Linked DNA regions of Delphinus delphis: region 2 is linked to region 1. Evidence: chromatin contacts called from public Hi-C data. All regions are on one chromosome and are shown on one strand. The core of a region is the stretch at or near the end of the contact, and the rest is flanking DNA. Distances in the headings are between cores, read along the strand shown.

Region 1 (2,700 bases), core at 55-2,554:
CTTTTTTGCCTGAGCAATAGTACAATTTAAAATTATCAATTAATTAATTAGTTTAATGTCTGTCTCCTCTAGTCTCTTTCACTTTGAGAGCAGGAGCCATTTCTTCCATTTCCCTGCCATATACCCAATGCCTAGCACGTAGTAGACGCTCAATAACTAGTTGAGTGAATGATTGCAAGAAAGGTTAACTAAGAAAAATGTTTCCTTCATGGAGTAATGTCTCCATCTTGTGGAATTTTAGAATACTGTCCAAAAAATTTTTCTTTTAACAAGGAAGGTTTCACAGGAGAATTGATTCTCCTATTTCCCAGACTACAAGTCCGGGAAATATGAGAATTTTTGTTGTTGTTATTGGACTGGTCCTTTTGAGACTTTTAGAGCTGTAGAAAAGCACCACCCCTTCAGGGCAGGCCTTTCCCTGACTAGATTTGCTTGGTGAAACGAATTGTGCAACTGGGTAATTAACTGGCATCAGTTTAAGTCCAGAACTCGTTTGATTCTACCTTGCCAAAGGTAGAGCACAGATCCATTAACAAACTCTTGGCTCCGAATGATCACTCGGGCACATCCAGAGCCCCTTCTATGCAGCGTTCTACTACCTAAGAGGTCTATCGGCCGCAGTCCCTATCTCTCCATCACATATTCCTCACAGCGTATGATGGCTAAAGTAGAAATTGTGTACAGAAATAACCTCTGCCCTACCATCTGTAAATCAGTTATACATATACATATGTTCCCATATCTTGTTATAAAGCAGAAAGTAAAGCAGGAGTAAATTGCACTTCATTCTAAATCCCAAATTTTACTTGTATAATATTTTGCACATATAATTTGTAATAATTGTTTTAAAAATACAATATGTTAAATAGAGCTACTTCTCTACCTATTATGGGCAGTTCATTTTATGAAGTTAACATAAACTTGCTATTTAAACCAGACATGGACAAAAAGAAAAGGAAAAACTTTAAGCCAGTATGATTATAATTGGAGATTATATATACTGAGTCTGGTTTTTCCCCCCGTTTAATCTAGGTCCAAGTCTGGTTCTCTTTCACTATCCGACAACCGAGGTGACAGGCCGGAGGTCTACGACACCAGCGAGAGCCCCTCCTTCCCCACGATTCTATGGTCCTCAGGTTACTCTCGTCACTGGGAACTCTATGGTTCCGGGGCGGGCTGGGAGGCCTGAGTTTGAAAGCCGTGGCGGGAAGATGGCGGCCGCACCTGTCGCCAACTTCCGTTTCTTCCGAGCGGGAGGACGCAGGGACTGTGCCTTTCCCTGAATGGCCGAGAATATTTCGCGATGAATCTGACTCGCTGGAGTGGGAAACGACGACGTTCAGCACCAGGCTCAGACTTCTTTTCGGGAAGTGGCGGTGACAGCAGTGACAGCCCCCTGCTCCTCTCGGGGCCGGTGCTGAGCCCGCCCCCGGGCCTGAGACGCAGCCTGAAGGACCGCGGCCGCCCGCCGGCTAGAGCTGCAGGTACTCCCAGGCACTCCGTGGGCAGCGGGCGAGGTAGGCAGCTCAGCCGGGCCACTCGTCGGGAGGTGTCCTCACCGCGCGGAGCTCGCGCGTTTGCACGGCCTGCTAGGCTTCTACTCCCCTTTCTCAGTTTGTGACTAGGACCTGGTGCGGCACGTCACTTTCTATTGACGTGGAAGAGCTTTCAGTCCATATTCAGCGACTGTCTTCAAGTGGTTTCTGGGTCTTTTCGACCTTTATTTACAGAAACAACTTACTAGCTGGCCAAATCTCATCACCTGTAGGGAATTCACTCCTAATAGTGCCCAGTGCTCCTTACAGATCCTTATATTGTATGTGTTTTATGTCAGGATGTACTTTAAATAGCCTCTTTACAACACATAGGAATCCCAAAACACAGTGGAAAGCAAATTACTGAAGTCTTATGTTAGAACTAAATTCAACTATTTCCTTTTTTTTCCTAAAAGGGAAATGCAAGCAGACGTTTCCTGACGATAAAGTAGACAAGCTGCTATTGGCAAACTGGGGGCTTCCTACAGCGGTTCTGGAGAAATATCACAGTTTTGGTGTAAAAAAGATGTTTGAATGGCAAGCAGAGTGCCTTTTGCTTGGACAAGTCCTGGAAGGAAAGAATTTAGTCTATTCAGGTATTCAAATTTGTGCAAGTTAATTTCTCTACTATTTTTAAGACATTATTAATGTAAAGGACACTCTATTGAGGTAAGGTGAGTGAGAGAGTGCTTTATAACTAGAGAAAGTCTTAAAATATTTGAAAAGCAGAGTTTCATCATATGCATACTTAAATTATGAAAATTCCATTAGATGGTAGGGTGGGGGAAGGCAAAAACCGAACAATTTAAACAGAATTATCTGCCTACCATTCCTCTCAAAAAACATGTGTCCCAGAGCTTCCCTGGTGGCGCAGTGGTTGAGAGGCCACCTGCCGATGCAGGGGACACGGGTTTGTGCCCCGGTCCGGGAAGATCCCACATGCCGCGGAGCAGCTGGGCCCATGAGCTGTGGCCGCTGAGCCTGCACATCCGGAGCCTGTGCTCCGCAACAGGAGAGGCCACAAGAGTGAGAGGCCTGCGCACCGCAAAGAAAAAAAAAAAACAACAACAAAAAAACATATGTCCCAGAGTGAGTGTGCGGTATGAGATGTAAATGTGCTCTTCCCACAGTTGATCTCAGTTGCTTTTCAGTGTGTGAACATTTT
Region 2 (2,700 bases), core at 110-2,609, 540 kb before region 1:
TCCAGCAAGGGAACAACAAAAAGGATATTTGTCCACATGGGTTACGTGAAGGATATAAACAGCATCAGTGAAATTCTACACTTAGTTTTTCTGCACTCATAAAAAAATGTGAAAATGTTATCTAATTTGTGAGCCCTCATTAGAACACGAGCAGAAATCCAGTTTTGTTGGAACGATTCTAGTTTTCATTTTCATTTTCTAGGTATCAGGAAGACCAAGGGAAAGTGCTGGATCCCTTCTGGAAGTTGCAAATCTCAAGAGAAAGTGCTCTTCTCTCTCACAAGATGGGTCAAGACTTGAGGTGCAGTAATGGTCTCTGATGTCCAGATTAAGGCAGGTGATATACAGCCCTCTGTACTCCGCAGAAGTCAGATACTATTTGAAGGAATTGTACCTAGTGTTAGACGCCATATTCTAAGAGTCATGATAAATTAGGGAACATCAGAGAGAGGGCATCCAGAATGGTGAGGGTCTGAAAATCATGTCATGAAACAACTATTTAGAAAACTATTTGGTCTGGAAAAGAAATGATTCAAGGGGGCATGTTAGCTGTCTTCAAATGGCCGAAGACAGAGTCCAGTGAGAGAGTTAAGATGGATTCTGTGTTTCTCTATCTATGTAGATGGATTCTGCGTTAGCAGGGGGATTTCAGCTTCCTATAAGAATTCTAATGGGAGTGATTCCAAATGCTACGGGCTGCATTTTGAAGACGCCCAGGTCATGCCAGCCACTGAAGTTTCTTTCAGCTTTAAAATCCTTAAAAAAAATAAGAGTGAGGCAGCCAACACTCAGGTATTATGACCACTGGGGCACTTAAGGTCATTGGGAGATTTTACTACTCAGGTTTGCAAAACCTACAATAAATTTCTTTCTAGGTACTTGGTCTTCCATTAAGTAACACAGCCTCCAGGTGAACAATGATGACTGAGTTACCAAGTGACCAAGCACGGCTCCAACAGGCCATGGATTTTTCTATTCAGTATCTTTGACATTTTATTTTTGGAAAAATTTCTTTTAAAAAAATGAGGGGGGGGGGAATAATAAGCTTCAGCATGGTTACCAGTCACCATTTTTGAAAAGAGAGAACCAACTTTGAAAAAATTATTTCAGGTTTGGTACAGCTTTTCTCCAACCACCAGGAGAAAAGACTCTCCAGGGTGGCTCCTGACCTTACCTGATACATTCCACAGACTCCGGCCTCGACTTTAGATCTTGATCTTTGGCTGCTACTCCAAAATGAATAGGAAAGAGCCCCCCGAGGATAATGTCCCCTTTCTTCTGGGCTCGCTGGTCAGGCCCATAGGCAGAAGTACACCAGGTAAAAGCCAAGAAGATCCAACAGCAGCTATAAAATGCCATAGTTCTGCTTTCTCTCCAGGGGGAGGGACAAGGGTGCTGGTGGTCTGGGGGCCCCTGAGAACTTTCCCCCTTGGTGTGACTTACTCCCTGCGGTGGAGGCACATGTCTACAGAATTAGTAACAGAATGGAACCGTGGTGTTTGAATTTCCACTTCTGCCCTCTCCATCGCAGGCTAGTGAGGCGGGTGGTTCTTGAGTCTTCAGAAGCCACATCATGCAGAGACCGCGGGTAGTACTTTCTAAAAACAAAAGAGAAACAAAATGAATTCAACTAAGCCTAAATCCCATGTTGTTATGATGACTGAAACAGAAGTGGCTCAGAATTTCCACTTAGAGAGGCTGAGGGGTAGCAGGTGGGGAGGGCATGGCTTTGAGCCTCATTTTTATAGCACTTCACATAAGATACAGAACATTTCAATTGCCCATATCAGAGAAGGACCATGTTCATTTTAAAGAGGCCATTGATAAGCTGAGGCCTTCACTGATGTTGCCACTGGATTTTAATCCCTTCATTCTTCCGTGTGAATAATGCACAGAGTTGGCCTAGTGGTAGCAGTTCCTTGTATTATACTACTAGTAATGCTATTTTATTCACCATATATGTTTGTATGGAAAATACAGAATGAGTCATAGTTAAGTTTAAATCTGACTCCAAATCAAACAAAAATGTCAGAGAAGGCCACTTATTTTTATTTATTATTGTACTCCCCCCACCCCACTTTCGGGGCCTCCTCATCCCAGATTTCTGGTTCCATTTATAATATGATACTCCATAAACCTTTGAAGAATAGTTCTTGGAAAGGATGCAGGTAAATCAAGGGTTGGATTATGTTCTACCAAACTCTACAGCTGGATCTAGGGAATGGTCCTTCTGCTTCAGCATCATTATCCTAGTAGGAACTCTCTGCTCTTCTCGCTCCACACACTATCTCACCCACTCTGTGGGTCAATTACTAATTACCAGTTACATGCCAATGTTGACTAACTATACAGCCTCTCCTGAGGTTCAGGCCCAAGCACTGAACTGTCGACTGGACATCGCCACCTGGATGTCCCACAGGTGCTTCCAACTTGACAGACTCTAAACTCACCTTCCTCCCAACCTTGTTCCTCCTTCACTGTCTTCTTCCTCAGCAAACGACATGCCATCCACAAAGACACAAAATAAGGAATCCTCCTTACCCCCTCCCTCTTCTCATCATCATCCTTCATATTCAAACAACCACCACGTCCTGTAGACTCTACTTCCTAAATCTCTTTGGAATGCATCCACACCTTCCCATTTCCAAGGCCATCTTAAGTACCCTGGCATTTCTTATTTGGGTTTATGTAACTATTTCC

What was found. Hi-C and Micro-C count contacts between places; a contact is called where the count stands out from the background.
Region 2: a contact with region 1 is called in a Hi-C map of lung, with 8 times the contacts expected there. The contact joins the promoter of CASR here to the promoter of POLQ in region 1. A contact is called at or near these places in 2 of 3 Hi-C or Micro-C datasets (lung and muscle).

The regions. Positions count from the first base shown.
Region 1 is chr4:66,978,292-66,980,991 of mDelDel1.2, reverse strand. It overlaps POLQ (DNA polymerase theta), which reads left to right and starts at 1,304. Exons shown (of 30, transcript XM_060009907.1): 1 at 1,304-1,484; 2 at 1,952-2,131. The coding sequence starts at 1,304.
Region 2 is chr4:67,523,157-67,525,856 of mDelDel1.2, reverse strand. It overlaps CASR (calcium sensing receptor), which reads right to left and starts at 1,359. Exons shown (of 6, transcript XM_060009909.1): 1 at 1,175-1,359. The coding sequence starts at 1,359.